Regions from separate parts of the Oryctolagus cuniculus genome. Here all the other regions are linked to region 4. Evidence: chromatin contacts called from public Hi-C and Micro-C data. All regions are on one chromosome and are shown on one strand. The core of a region is the stretch at or near the end of the contact, and the rest is flanking DNA. Distances in the headings are between cores, read along the strand shown.

Region 1 (3,702 bases), core at 775-3,274, 560 kb after region 4:
AAATGGAGTTTTTAAAAAACTAAATTGTTGTCAAGAGATTAGAAAGGCCACAGAGAAAGTATTTTCAGATTGCATCTTCAGCTGTTAACCTGATATCTAGAATATGAAATGAACTCTCAGAACTCAGCAAGGCAGACTCCAACAACCTAATGAAAAATATGGAGAGGACTTAGGCAGTTACATCACCGAAAAAGATAGAGTGGAGAAGCAAAGATGTTTGACACCATCAGCCATTCAGGATACCAAATTTAAACCCTAATGTGATGCAACTACCTACCTATTACACCGTCTAAAATTAAAAACAAATGCTGACAACACTGAGTGCTGGCAAGGATGCAGAGGACTGGAACTCACAGGCATTGCTTCTGGGGTTGGAAAATGGTACAGCCACTTTGAGAAATAGTTTGGCAGTTTCTTTATAAAGTTAAACATAACACCTATTAAATGACCTGGGGGCCCACTCCTGGGTATTTACTCTAGGAAATGAAAGTGTATGTTCACGTGAAAACTGATACAAAAATGTTCCAAGCAGATTTATTTGTAGTAATTCTGAATTGGAGACAATTCAAATTCCCTTCAACAAGTGGAAGGGTAAACAAATTGTGGTATAGCATATGATAGAACACTAGTCAATAACAACAGAAAACCAGCGTGGGTGAATCTCAGCTGTTATGCTGAGCGACAGAACCAAGTCTCAACAGACAAAAGCATATTGATGGTGAACAGCAATTGCCAAGGATCATGGGTGGAGAGAGTGTGTAGCTGTGGAAGGGTGGTATAGAGACTGTTAGACCTACTCTGCTTTCTGACTATGCTGGTGATTACACAAATCTATACATGTTGAAATCCACAGAACTACACTTCAAAGAAAAAAATCAGTTTTACTCTGATAATTTTGAAAATAATTTTTTTACTAAGATTTATTTATTTACTTGAGAGGCAGAGTTACAAAGAGAGAAAGAGAGACAAAGACATCTTCCATCCTCTGGTTCACTCTCCAAATGGACATAACAGCCAGGGCTGGGCTGATCTGACACCAGGAACCAGGAGCCTCTTCTGGGTCTCCTGCACAGGTACAGGGCCCCAAGCACTTGGGCCGACCTCAACTGCTTTCCCAGGCCCTCAGCAGAGAGCTGAATCAGAGTGGAGCCCGCTGGAATGAAACAGGCGCCCATACGGGATGCCAGCACCACAGACAGACATTTAACCTACTATGCCACAGCGCCAGCCCCCAAAATAATTTGTTTTTCCAAAGTCAATACATTCATGTTAGGCTTTTATGTTCACACTTTTGTTGTCAGCCTCTTTTTTGTTTGATGTCCTCTTTCTTTAACTAACATTGCTCTAAGACTAGGCGATGTGAGGCATGTATGAGGTATTGTGTGTACAACAGAGGAGGAAACCCTGACACTCTGACCCTCAGGGCTTTCTACCTGGGAAGGAGAGAGAGAGAGAGAGAGAGAGAGAGAGAGGGAGAGAGAGAGAGAGAGAGAGAGAGGTGGAGAGAAGATTCACGCCACAGAAATTCAAGGGATAACAAATCATTGGCCAGTGGGGGCTATCGGCAGAAGAATATTCACTTAACCAAGAAATCGTGGGGGTTTACTGTTTTCTGACAAGAATTTTTAGGGGGGAGTGGGGGAGTAATTTTGAATACTTTTACTTCAACTGTAAAGTATTAATTAAAAAATTTCATTAAAGGAAATGGTGTGTTCTGGATTGTAGGTTTATTGAAATGTGGCCCATGCTCATTTCCTTTATATATTACAGTGAAGAGTACTGTAATGCGTAGGAGCCCATCACTTATTTATTGAATAGATGAATAAAAGATGACATCAGAAGCAATATTTTAATCATTGCAGGGCTTTCCCATGTAGCTTTTATTTAGCTGGCATATTCATTAGTACAACATGGTCATAGCCATTTGGAGAGGAATCACGCACTTTCATTGACATGTGCATAGCCCCTCCTCATGCTGGTTGGTGGCACTCCCCAAGGGAAAGTCCCTCATGTGAGTCACTGTGATTAGTCACGTCCTGTGGTGTTGTCTTTGAAACCAAAAACCATGGTATGCCCTCCCAGTACCTTCAGGAAATAAATGCCAGGAATGTGCATGCAGATCCTCTGAGTAGACCACTCATCCTGATATGACAAACCACTGGGCAGTTGTTCAAGTGGGTGTTTGCGGTGCCATGGAAACAGACAGAGTTGGTGTTTTCCAGGGGAAAGTGTTCTAAATCCCGGGTCCTCATCTGGATATAAATACACTGACCATTATGAATCCAGTCCCCGAAAGTGAGCCCTGCCTCAATTTCCTTTCTACCGGACAAAGATCACCCACCACAGCTTGGTGTGAATTCATAATGATTAAGGTCTTTGCTTTTAAAAAGTCATTATTTTTATTTCCATCTGGGCACAAGTGAAGTTCAAAGTCAGAGTTCCACCAGGGTTCAGCTTCTGTGATCAGTCAGACCATTTCTGTTTAGAAGGGAGTTTTCTAAAGTAAGTGCTAAGTATTTTAGGCAAAGAGACCCAGCTGTGAAAATACCCCTAGCCTTTGCACAGTTGTTTTATATGTGGATTTATTTGTACTTGCACTCACTGCAGTCTGATTCTTTGGAGGGAAGTCCCTCTTCCCCTCCTCTCCTTTCCCTGGCTCTGCTCTTGTTGCTCTGCTGGGGTCTTTTGAGAAATGACAGTCTCTCTCTCTCTAATCTGTTCAGGTCACAAGTGTTCTGCATCACGGCACACCCTTGACTAATTAGCATTAATAAGTGATGTTGGGAGAAAGCACTCCAGAGAGAAAGCAGTAAGCCTGTTTTTGCCAAATTGGAATGGGCCCAAGTAGCAAAATTTTCCAGTGTGCTTTCAGTCTCCTGCGACCATGTGTTCTTGCTGCCTAAACATCTATTTCTGACATGGGGTCTTGGACACTCTCAGAGGTACATAGCCCTGTGGACTCTTTGTCCCGGGAGATATGGGGACTTCATTTATTTAATGAGAGTTTTCTAAATTGTCTACTGTGTATAGACCATATGGGCAATAAAACTTTATTTCTGCCTCCTGCCACCTCGAGATGTTTTAGCAGAGATACAATGAACATGTATCCAATCATTTGCTGGTTCTGGAGTACCTACTACACGCGAGGCATTGAGTGAGGTATATATAGTAGAGCCTTGCTAAGTGAACAGGGTTCAACAAGCAGAGAACCAAAACAGGACAAGATAGGCAGACTGGGCCTGAAAAGGAAAGAAGCTCAAAGACAAGGACGTAAAGGTCCATTTGAGGACCTTGAGTCACATGGGAAAGGGCAGTGAAAGTGGAATCCCTGGGTACGTCCCCAAAGAGATTGAAAATATGATCTGGAAGAGAGAAGTGTGCAGCCCTGGTCTTAGTATGACTGTTCATAATAGCTAAGCTATGAAACAGCCCAAGTGTCCATGGAAGGATGATTGAATAAGCAAAATGTGTTATATACATACATGGAATGTCTTCCAGCCTTAAAAGGAACGGAATTCTGCAGTGGACTGCAACATGGGTGAGCCTTGAGGATGTTATGCTAAGTGAAATGAGCCATCATGAACAGACAAATGCTGTGTAATTTTTCTTATATGACATAGTTAGAGTTAAAATCATAGACACAGAAACTGGAATGGTGTTTCTGGGAAGAAGAAAGAAAGGGAAGTTATTATGTAATGGATT
Region 2 (3,798 bases), core at 80-2,579, 520 kb after region 4:
AATGTTTCTTATCTCTGATCAATATGTAAGCATAGAAATGCCAAAGCAAGCTTTGCCTGCTATAATATTATTTGTTCTTTCAACCCCAACTGAAAGGGTAACCAAATGTCCCCTGAGGTCATGAAGAGGCTGACTGTAGTAATAAGGTCAATAAAACTTCAGACTCAGACTATGTTCTCTAACATACAGAGCGCTTTCTCTACCTGTGATGGGCAAAGCTGATATTTTTCTTACCATGTCCAGGTCTTGCTCAGAAGCTTACTGCATGTGTGGTTGATACTAACAACTTGTAGAACTGAGCTTATCGAATTCATATTTTTTGGATTAGGAAAAAATATTTAATGATTTATCCAAACTCAGCCATACCAGGTGAAATTGCTAAGGCTTGACAATATAGCTTATGTCCTGTGTCCATCGGTCTTGTCATTGGCACCTGTGAAAACATGTTTTCCCTAAATTAACTATTGATATCAAATCAAGTGGCTATCTTCATAGGTATCCTTTATGCATTGGGCTGCATGGATTTGGATAATCTTGAGAATAGATCAGATTTAAATGTAAATACAAAGAAGAAAAAGACAAGGGAGACGGAAGAAGTAGAAAGCAAAAAAGATGATTAAGGCTTTGGGTGTGGATCAGAAGGGTATTTAAAATAAATACAATAAAAGTTATCCTGTAATCAGTAAACAGCAATATAATTAGAATTTTTTTCCCTATTTACTTCCTTTAACATGCAATGGGGGGAAATGGGAAAAAAAATGTCAAGGACTCAATCAAACAGATGGTTCTCAAGTTATTTTCCCCTTGCTGTTGTTTACAAAAAGAGCCTCCTTTAACAAAATGTGACTTGCAGATTCCAGTGAGACCAGCAGCTCTCTGTGGGAAGGAGAGAGGAAAAATCGGGAAGGGAACTCAGATCATAAGCCTTTATTATGCACATTATTATGCCTCATTAATTAACCTAACCACTGTCCTAGTGACGTTCTGGGCTCACTTCACAGGAAAAAATCAGTCTGGATTGCCAAGTTAGATAGACAATTACAGGAAGATCAAATTATGCCTACATTGCATTCTGTCAGGGCACCCAGCCAACTTCATGTCAAGTTCATAAGACTGGAATATCCTCACTAAAAACAGCCCTGAAGAACCAACGTCACCAGGCATTTGACGTCCACACAGAGGATGTATTGATCTTGCCTGAGCTTCCTTTCTCAGAATCTCATAATAGGCCAAAAGAAGGATTTCTGAGCATCTTGCCCTACACCACACACCAGCTGGCTAGAGCCTTTGTTATGTCCTGTAAAGTACAATAAGCAGGGGAAAACACCCGCCTATGGAGCTCCTATTCCTCATCCTGGTTGGCAGCTATCAGACCTGTAGAAACAGCTTGGACATTTAAAGAGAACAATGAGAACTCTACGTAGATTTTTTAATGGTGGAATCCTTGGTGCTGTCCACTATCTTGAGGAGACTTTCCAATAGAACAGTGGCCAAAAAGTAAACAAGCGCACAACAGATTTTCAGTATCCAGTGTGCTATACTGGGATACCGATCACCAAAGACAACCCTATGCTGCAGAGAATAAGAATAACATATTGCAATACTTGTGAGTTGATATTTACCAGTAGTCCAGGATCAGGGAAAGCAAAATGTTCATTGAACCTACTAAAGAATGCAAAGTTTAAATATTTAAGTTTGAGAGCCTGAATGCAAGTTGGAAAGAAAGTATCCCCCTGATTCCCAACAGGGAATTCTTCCTTTGTAATTGAAGGTGTCTAACCAAAGTCTTTCTCCATTTTGCAAGAGGTGGAGTCTCTTTGCCCTCCTATTATGACTTTCTATGGATCAGAATGGATGGTCTGACCAAAAAGTGATCTGGCATGTGTCACATCCTATCTCTGAAAAATCCACCTGGCATATGAATTTAGTTCCTTGGAAACCACCACGTTGTAAAGAATCCCAAGCAAGCTCAAGGGGGGACCACCTGAAGAGAAGCCAAGAAAGCCAGAGGACTGTGAGAGCTTAGGTCTCAGCCACATAATTGCTGCAAAACTGTCCCAGCCAGCTCTCCTGAGATGAGTTACTCTCACTATGCTTTGCCTGAATTGTTGATCCACAGAAAATTAAGCAAATAAATGTCTTGTTTTCACGGAGTGTGTTTGGAGCAGTCCATTTCTGTACTGATAACTGAAACATGCTCTGAATCTGGCATAGATGTTCCTCCTGTCATACTTTAAGTGCCATGGTGGACCCCCAGCTAAAATCTCCAGAATAAAGATTTCCTTCTTTATCTTCCTCATTTGTGCCAATTTCTTCTCTTTAAGGATGGGAAAACTGATTATTGTCATGGCTGGTAGAATTCTACTTAGCAATAGAACTGCCTTTGTAAAAGTCAGTTTTTGAATCTCTGCAAATTGAAAGGTCAAGGCAAAAGCCAAGGTTTCTGAGGAAAGTGTCCCAGATGGTGTGTGTGTATGACAGAGACAGACAAAAGCATGTTCTCAAGTACTATTTTTTTAATATAATTTCGCAATCTCTGGCTGTTAACTGAAAAATTTAGACCATTTATACTTAATGTGATTAATTATGTAGTTAGGTTTATAGCTACCATCTTGCTATTTATTTTATATTCATTCTTTGTTTTCCTTTTTTCTCTTATTTTTATGAATTGGACATTTCCCATGAATTCCATTTTATCTGTTTTTTTTTTTTTACTCAGTTCCATAACTCTTACTGTTGCTTTAAGTAATTTCTTATGATTTAGAATATGCATCTTTAATTTATCAAAGTTAATGGAAAATATAATTTGAATATATGAACTTATTTTGGTATAACATAGTGTAGAGAATATAAAATATTGGTGTTTAAGAATCTACAGAGATCAAGAAACTCCACAACATCAAAACAAACAACCCACTTAAGAGATGGGCCAAGGACCTCAATAGACATTTTTCAAAAGAGGAAATCCAAATGGCCAACAGACACATGAAAAAATGTTCAGGATCACAAGCAATCAGGGAAATGCAAATCAAAACCACAATGAGGTTTCACCTCACCCCGGTTAGAATGGCTCACATTCAGAAATCCACCAACAATAGATGCTGGAGAGGATGTGGGGGAAAAGGGACACTAACCCACTGTTGGTGGGAATGCAAACTGGTTAAGCCACTATGGAAGTCAGTCTGGAGATTCCTCAGAAACCTGAATATAACCCTACCATTCAACCCAGCCATCCAACTCCTTGGAATTTACCCAAAGGAAATTAAATTGGCAAACAAACAAGCTGTCTGCACCTTAATGTTTATTGCAGCTCAATTCACAATAGCTAAGACCTGGAACCAACCCAAATACCCATCAACAGTAGACTGGGATAAAGAAATTATGGGATATGTACTCTATAGAATACTATACAGCAGTCAAAAACAATGAAATCCAGTCATTTGCAACAAAATGGAGGAATCTGGAAAATATTATGCTGAGTGAATTAAGCCAGTCCCAAAGGGACAAATATCATATGTTCTCCTGGATCAGCGACAACTAACTGAGCACCAAAGGGGAAACCTGTTGAAGTGTCATGGACACTATGAGAAACAGTGACTTGATCAGCTCTTGTCCTGACTGTTGATGTACAATGTAATACTTTATCCTTTTTAGTATTTTCTTTTTGTTTTGTTCTAGTACTATTGGTTGAACTCTGTAATTAACACACAATTATTCTTAGGTGTTTAAATTTTAACTGAAAAGTGATCCCTGTTAAATGTAAGAGTGGGAATAAGAGAGGGAGGAGATGTACAAATT
Region 3 (3,915 bases), core at 74-2,573, 850 kb after region 4:
CTTCCTCCGAGAGGGGCGCGCCAGCGCTTCCGCAGGCTCGCGCGCCGGGACCCCCGCCTCCACACGGGGTGCGCGGCCCGCACACACGCACCGGGCGTGCGGACAGATCTGCAGCCCTGCAGCAGACGGTCGGGCGTCTGTGCTGCGCGTGAAACCATCCAGTCTGGCCCAGGAAACCTCCCGGAGAAACCTCGAACTGAGCCCCCCTGCCCTGGCCAGCCGCCCTTCCGCCGCTAGGCAGGGGCTGGAAAGAAAAACTAAGTGATTAGCCCGTGCTCCTTGCCCGCTCCGAGGGCACGGAACGTGGCCCCCTCCTCGCCGCCGCACGGCGCGTGGAGAAGCCCCGGGCATTTAGTAGAACTGCCGCAAAGCATCCCAACAAACCTCGCTTTTGCTTCGCCCCCCGACTCGAGTAGGCTGCAGGGCGAGTAATCGCACCGGGCAGCGGGGCCAGGAGCCCCAAGCTCGGAAGCGTACCTGCTGGGGCTCCTCGGTCAGCATCGCGCCTCCCTCTCCCCTCTCTCACGCACACACACACACTCACACACACACGCACAGACACGCACCTCCACTCCCGGGCTCTCCAGAGTGGCCCCGGCGACTTCCACTTACTTCATCAATAAGTGTAGCCTTCCACCCCCCGGCGCTCGGTTTCAGCTAAGGACTCGCACCTTCAGCCCCCATTCACTTGGCTTCATTGATCTCCAGCAGCAACATAGTTACTTTCTCTTTTGCTACACTGTAAATGTAAGATTCTGAGGGGGCGGGCTGGCCTGCGACCGACGGCGCATTGGGCCAGTAGGAATCCGGAGAAAACCGACCGCTACCTCATAGAGGCCCGCGGCCAATGGGCGGCCGAGGGGGGCGGAGCTGTGGGCGTGGCCTCGCCTCGTCAGGGCGGGTTTATCCGACGCGGCTCCAGGTCCTCTGTGTTAGAACACGGGCGGTGATGTCATTGGCAACCAATCAAAAACTTAAAAGAGCCAGCCGGGGCCCGCGCGGAGCAGCTGCTCTCTATTTACATGTAAGCCGGCGCGGCCCGCCGCCTTAACCCTTTCCGGGGCTGAATTGTCAATGGGCGGCTCGGGCTAAACCAGGCTCTTCCCTCCTCGACCGGATCCTCCGTCCACACGCCCCTCGCCCTGAGACCCGCCGCGCGGCCTCCTCATCTCTCCTCCCTCCTTTGGACTGACGGCCCAAAGTGCCGGAGTAACTTTCTGAAGGCCGGGGACCACGGACAACCTCCGGCTCCACCTGGGAGAGCTGTGACCTGACAGACCCTCCCCGGGATTCGCCCACTTTTGCCAAGACTCCCCCCCTGGGATGCCTCGGAGCCCGCCCGCGAGCGGCGCCCCCTCCCCGCCCGCCCTGGGCCACGCACCGAGGGCCCCGACTCCGGAGCCGCCGCGGGCCGGCGGCCACTCGGCCCCTCCTCCTCCGGGCGGCCCGCAGATGTCGCTGCCCCACCGGCGGCCCCACTGGTACCCCGCGCAGCGGCAGCGCGCCTCCTTCTTGTTCTCCGGTATCCGCGACCCGGTCACGCCCCCGCCGTCGCCTGCCTGGGCCCCCGGGCTCGACCCTGAGCTCACAGGTGGCGCGGCGGAGGGCTGCTCGGAGGAGGCAGAGGCCTGGGGCCACGTCCGCTACGACCGCGGTCGGGCGCTGAGCCGCTGCACCGCTGCGGTTCCCCTGGGCCCGGCGCCCCGCGCCCCGCAGCGCACCGCCCAGGGCCCCAGAACCTCGCCCCAGTGGGCGCCCACCCCGTCTCCCCCGCGGCGCGTCGGGTCTCCGCAGCCCGCCTGCCGTGCTGGCCTCGGCCGCCGCCCCTCCACCCAGCACGGTCCCCGGCGAGCGGAGGACCGCCAGCCCGGCGCTTCTGGAACAGCGGCCGCGGGCGGCAAAGAGCCGGAGCCCAGCGTCCACAGCCTGGCTGCACGGAGCCGGAGGAGCGCCGAGGAGCCCGCGCCGCCGCTCGCCGTGCCCCCGACTTGGGCCGGCAGAAGGGTCCCCTGCCGGTGCGCAGGGGACACGAGTCGGGGCCGGGGCAAGCTGCTGGTCGCCGCCTCAGGAAAATGCCAGGAGAATTTCAGGAAAGTTGCCCTGGAAAACAAAACGGATTGGAAAAACCCAGATGAACTGTGGAGATATTACAACAAAGAATCCTGAAGAAAGAGAGCTTTTTCTCCCTCCCCTGCACCCCTGTCTCAGGGAGGAGGGGGCACAAAGCGAAATAATGACGATGCAGTAAAACAGGATGAACACTATGGAAATAGATGGCTGTGATTTTTTTTTTCTCCCCCTCTCTGTCTCTTCATTAACTGATTGGAGGTATTTAGAGAAAGGCTTCAGTCTCCAGGCCTAACAAATAGACTAAGTGGTAGGGCATATTTATATAATTGCTTGCAATGTGGGTCTGAAACCAGGAGGGGTCAAGCCATGACTAGCTGGCCAACTGTGCCCACTGAGCTGTTGGAAGAAATCCCCCTGGACACCTCTGCATAAGTGCAGGCCCATACACAGTCCAACTTCTCACACTAAAGTTTGAACAAGCATCAAGTGCCTCTGAGTGTTTTAAATAGGAAAAAACTGGGTAGGCCCACTGCATGCATTCAGGCCCTTGATAACACATGAGGTTCTCACAGCTTTGAGGATCAGCAGGTCAAGGCCAGGAATGTGGGTTTGTAGGTAATCCCAGTCATCTGAGGACTTCCTTGAGGGTCTACCCTGAATCTATTTGGGGCTGAAATGCTGCAAGCAGGCAACTATTGGGAAACAGTGTTTGTTAACTCAAAGTCTGAGAGGTCTAAGTCCGGATTCTGACCCCCAGTGTTCACCCAGAGCCAGGGTTGGTTTATTTAGCAGGAGCAGTAATACCCTAGCTCAGAAAGAAAAAGGAAAAGTGCCCACGCAAGTGCTCAGGGGAAGACAAGACTGCTGATAAAGGGCACTCAGTAGAAACTCATTGTACTTGCTTCAGGAAATGGGGTGCCTCTACTTCAAGGTGCTTATGATCTATAAATTATGAATTCACTGCTAATGCCTCAGTATCTAAGCCCAAAGTGGGGATTTATACAATTGCCAAAAAAGTTCTTAACAGCTTTTCTCACAGGCCCAAAAGAAGAAAGTAACTTCAAAAAGAAATGTAATTCATTTAATGAGATGATTATTATAGTTTCAAACCAGTGAATTATTATAATCTAGTTGACTGAGAATCTAAACCATTCAGGCTGAAAAATTGGGAAAGATGGCAAAATTCCTTATCAAATCTAAAACATGGAGTAATCACCAAATCATTTACAGAAATAAAGTATTTTTCTAAAATTAAGCATCTCTAAGAGTATAATTTATATTCAGATTATAGAGTGGTAGAACAAATAGAAAAAAAAAAATACAGAGGTTTGCTCAGTTACTACTACGTAGGGGTGATTTTGTTCCTGTTTTTCAGTCATAACGTAAGAACACCATATGAAACACTGCCCTGAGATTGAAATTTGTAATGCCAGTCAGCCAGTGGCTATGAGTCTGATCTGTATACAAATAACCAGAAGAACCTTGATGTTCAGCCGTAATGAAGCATCCTCCTTATATCTAGGTGTTGTAGCATGATGTACTGAGTCAGAGCTTTGTTCCTACAAACATCATAAAAAAGAATTGATTGTTTCAGTGCAAAGTGCTATGTGTCAAAGCCTAAAAAATGAAGCTAACATAGACCAACATAAAAGATATCATACGGAGTGTTTTAGACAAAACTGTTCATTAAATTACTTCCTGTTTGTGCAATCTATTGGTTAAGCATGCGGGGTAATGGAAGAAGAGGTCTGGTCTTCCAAATAATCTTTACAGTAAAGGTGAACTCCTGGAGGTATCAGACCTAAGGCACAGAATAAACTTGGAAATAATAAATCCCATGATAAA
Region 4 (3,967 bases), core at 62-2,561:
TAAACTCATCCCAATTCTGAACTCGACACAGGCGCGGCGGGTTCAGGCTCCCTTCCTGGCAATATTAGGTCAGATGCCTTGGCGGCGAGGATAAATTAAAAATGCCACAGAAGTTCTGTTAAGGGATGCTTATTAGGACAAGCTAAAACAAAACATTACGTGGTTTCATTATTGTTATTTTATTTTCTTCCTGAAAATGTGCAAGAACAGCTCATCTGGGTGGCCTGTGGTTGGTTTGGGAGAGGGCTGGGGAAACCCGTCCTGCCTATAATTTAAAAGAGAACGAATTCTTAAAATAGAGATGTGGATGCTGCAGAAAATCCCCCAGTACACCCACCAGGCAGACCCAAGGTGCGCCTGCGAGACGGCGGCCTTGCAGCAGCTCCTCTCCCGCGCCCAGGCCCGAGGGGCTCCCAGGAGGGGGCACGGCCGCCGAATTCAAAGTGGCATTTACCTCCAGGGAAATCTGCCCTGGTGGGCCAGAGCACAACAACCGACCCCACGTGATCCGGGGATGAGGCGGAAGAGAGCGGGCGGCATTTCCTACAAGGTGCAGCGCCCAGGGGACGAGCGCGCCGCCCTCTCGGGTTTCGGGAAGCGCCCCTTTTTGTGCCCCGAGGCTCGGGGATGGGGGTTGGAGAACAGGGTCCAAGGGACACGGACGCTAGGGCCCATCAGTCTGAAGTTGTTTTAGAAGCCACTCGTTCAAGCTGTGGCGCGACAGCTCACAAGAAAACTAATTTGCGGCCGCCCCTCCTCCTCGCTTCCCGGAGGATCTCCCTGGGAAGCAGAGCGGCGGGCGCCGGGCTGAGTGGGGCCGGCGGAAATCAGGCCCACAGTTCCCGGGCAGGGATCCGGGAAAGATGGGGGGATTGGCCGAAGACGCTGAAATCTTGGAGGAAAGCAGAGCGCAGGGAAACCGGGCGGGGGCGAGGAAAAGGGGAGAGACCCGAGGGGCTCCTCTCTCCACCCGCTCACCACCCCCGGGCTATCGAGCTCCCCGGGAACCTCCTGCGGCCGCCGGCTCCCCTCATCGGCGGCAGTCCCGCACCGCGGCCGCTGGAGGAATCAGCGGCCCCCCTGAGCAGCCGCCCGCCCCTGAGCCACGGGGAGAAAGCGCACAGCCCAGCTCAGCCCCCAGGGCCGCCGAGAACGCTTTGGCGTGGCTGGGGCGTGGCCCAGAAAGCGAGCCACGCCCCCTCTTTCCCAATTCCCCTCCACTCCGGGCCCCCATTGGTCCCGAGGACGGCCAATGAGAGCCCGGATCGAGGTCCTACCCCGAGTCTGACTCGAAAGCTCCTGCCAAAACTTTGGGAGTTTTTAGAGAGGAGTTTTTTTTTTTTTTTTCCCTCCCCCTCTTATTACTTTTTTTTTTTTTTAAAGCTAACGGATTATTATTGTTGTTGTTTTAAATTTAGCTCTCAGGGCTTAGCCGTTTGCGTTTTTCTTTCGGTGCCCGGCCCCTGTCTCCCGGCGTGTGCGGAGCCGCGGCCCCCACCCGCCCGGCCGCTCCCGCGCCCCTCGCTCGCCGGCGGCCGCGGGGAAAGCAGGCGCCGCGCCGCCCTTTCAAGTGAGGCCAGGGGCCGAGGCGGGGACCGGCCCGCGCCTCCTCCCTCGGTCTCGCTAGGGTTCCCCGGCCGCTCGCTCTTCTTCAGTGCGGGCGGAGAAGCGAAAGCGGGTCGCCTCTGGCCGGGCCACTGCCTCCCGCTGGACTCGGCGCGCCCCTTCCCGCACGCCCACCCCGCGGCCCGGCCCCGGCTAGACCGCGGCCGCCGAGCGGCTGCCCCCGCCAGGATGTTCGCGGCCGGGCTGGCCCCCTTCTACGCCTCCAACTTCAGCCTCTGGTCAGCCGCTTACTGCTCCTCAGCCGGCCCGGGAGGCTGCTCCTTCCCGCTGGACCCCGGCGCAGGGAAGAAGCCCTCCTTCTGCATCGCAGACATCCTGCACGCCGGCGTGGGGGAACCGGGGGCGGCTCCCGAGGGCCTGGTGGGCGCCTCAGCCGCCGCCCTCACGGCGCACTTGGGTTCTGTCCACCCGCACGCCTCTTTCCAAGCTGCCACCCGATCTCCGCTTCGACCCACGCCGGTGGTGGCGCCCTCCGAGGTCCCGGCCGGCTTCCCGCAGCGGCTGTCCCCGCTGTCCGCCGCCTACCACCACCACCACCCGCAGCCTCCGCAGCAGCAGCCGCCACAGCAGCAGCCCCAGCCGCCGCCGCCACCACCGCTACCCCGCGCTGGCGCCCTGCAGCCCCCGGCCTCGAGCACGCGAGGGGCCCCGAACCCCCACCACAGCGGCTCGGCCCCGGCTCCCTCCAGCAAAGACCTCAAATTTGGAATTGACCGCATTTTGTCTGCAGAGTTTGACCCAAAAGTCAAGGAAGGCAACACGCTGAGAGGTAGGTGTTGGGCGGGAGGCTACAGGCCCTTGTGACCACGGCCCTCTCCCTGACCCCGGGCCGGAGTGGGCTGCCCTGGAGTGTTTTCACAATTAAGAACCAAATCGGTGAAACGAATCGTAAGAAAACTGCGAAACGTTGGGTCTAGAACTCACCTGCTCTACGTAGAACAGATAACAACTCCTCCGGGGAGGCTTTAAAAATACGCATCCCAGAGTCAACACTCATGCAAATGGTTGGTGTAAATGTTTGCTAAAATGATTGCACTCTACGATCGCGAATCCAGTGTTTGCACACAGGAGAGCCCTTTGGGGTAACAATTTCCCTTCTTTTTATATGATTTCTAGTAAAATCCCACCCAAAGGATGGAAGGTAAACAGAACCACAGCTCGGAATTCCCAAGGGGAGACAGCAGCGCAGGGGCTCCTTGGGGGCTTCCAGTCTATGCAGGTCCTGGTGGGCCCCCAAAAGTGACATTCTGGGGGCCTCTGTATGCGGGACCCCTGCTGCTGTTCGCGTGGACGTGGGCATGAAGAACACGCATGGGAATCCTATGCAGGGCTCCTCAGGGAGCCAGAGGCTATCGTGCGAGTGCACCGGGGGCTTCTCCTGACTTTGCTTCGGGAAAAGGGAGTTGAGGGCGAGGAGATGGTGCGGAACACACCCTCCAGACAGTTTGCATTTGCCCGAGGTGTAACCGGTTCTTTCCTTTCGTTGCCAGATCTCACGTCCCTGCTAACCAGTGGGAGGCCCGCGGGAGTGCACCTCTCGGGCCTGCAGCCTTCCGCCGCCGGCCAGTTCTTCGCGTCTCTAGATCCCATTAACGAGGCTTCCGCCATCCTGAGCCCCTTAAGCTCGAACCCGAGAAACTCAGTTCAGCATCAATTCCAAGACACATTTCCAGGTACAGAAACCGTCCGCGACTCCGGCCCAGCAGTCAGACCGACTGTCGGTCAAAAATCTCAGGACTGACGGTGGTGTCGCAATCCTGCAGTTGGGGCGGGCGGCAGGCAGCTACGAAGTCAGAAGAGAGAAACCGAAAGATTTCTGGGCGGTGTAGGGGGAAGCGCTTATTTGGATGGCTCCCTGGGGAGAGGGGTGGGTGTATGGGGGAGCCCAGAAAATGTGTGCCAAGGCGGGCAGGGGTGGGGTCGGATGGGGAGCTTTCCCTCATCTTTTCTCCTAAGAGGGAGTTTTGAAAGTGCAGCAACAAAAGTGTTGCTCATGAATACTCACGCGTTTTGGGATAGCCTCAAACCCCTTTGCTCTCTGCGTCCCTGGGCGCATGAGAAAGCACGCACTGACGCACACAGAGGAGAAAGTGGGGCTGTCATCTCGTCCTCATCCAGGCCCCAAGGACATTTTCGCCTACTCTTTGCATGACTGATGGATACGCATTAGGTTTATGCTTTTACCTCGGAATTAATAGGCGAACCTCCTGGGTTTTCATTCTTAAGAACTGCACAATTCTAAGGAGTTAGGCCATTGGTTGTGTGTGTGAAGGGTTTGCTGAGTAGGGATGGAAACACAGTTTTAAGCGGCAGCACCTTGGGCCGCAGCACAGGCACGCAG

The links. A called contact is a pair of places that touch in the nucleus more often than the background predicts.
Region 1: a contact with region 4 is called in a Hi-C map of liver, with 5 times the contacts expected there. The contact joins the enhancer-like site here to the promoter of HLX in region 4. A contact is called at or near these places in 6 of 6 Hi-C or Micro-C datasets (ear pinna, embryonic fibroblasts, liver and 3 more).
Region 2: a Hi-C map of psoas muscle shows a contact between it and region 4, with 2.4 times the contacts expected there. The contact joins the enhancer-like site here to the promoter of HLX in region 4. A contact is called at or near these places in 2 of 6 Hi-C or Micro-C datasets (psoas muscle and an unstated tissue).
Region 3: a contact with region 4 is called in a Micro-C map of ear pinna, with 5 times the contacts expected there. The contact joins the promoter of LOC103350965 here to the promoter of HLX in region 4. A contact is called at or near these places in 2 of 6 Hi-C or Micro-C datasets (ear pinna and psoas muscle).

What each region holds. Positions count from the first base shown.
Region 1 is chr13:35,795,092-35,798,793 of mOryCun1.1, forward strand. No RefSeq gene overlaps it. Among named protein-coding and RNA genes, the nearest start is that of DUSP10, 280 kb to the right of the region's middle. Within about 2 kb of position 2,025, at least 1 of the 8 cell types and tissues checked has an H3K27ac peak or open chromatin away from gene starts, as enhancers often do.
Region 2 is chr13:35,749,137-35,752,934 of mOryCun1.1, forward strand. No RefSeq gene overlaps it. Among named protein-coding and RNA genes, the nearest start is that of DUSP10, 330 kb to the right of the region's middle. Within about 2 kb of position 1,330, at least 1 of the 8 cell types and tissues checked has an H3K27ac peak or open chromatin away from gene starts, as enhancers often do.
Region 3 is chr13:36,080,251-36,084,165 of mOryCun1.1, forward strand. LOC103350965 reads left to right here and starts at 1,324. Exons shown (of 1, transcript XM_008268402.4): 1 at 1,324-2,272. The coding sequence starts at 1,324. The coding sequence ends at 2,166. It overlaps DUSP10 (dual specificity phosphatase 10), which reads right to left and starts at 1,196. Exons shown (of 4, transcript XM_051821348.2): 1 at 672-1,196.
Region 4 is chr13:35,232,207-35,236,173 of mOryCun1.1, forward strand. It overlaps HLX (H2.0 like homeobox), which reads left to right and starts at 1,312. Exons shown (of 4, transcript XM_002717391.5): 1 at 1,312-2,395; 2 at 3,117-3,299. The coding sequence starts at 1,795.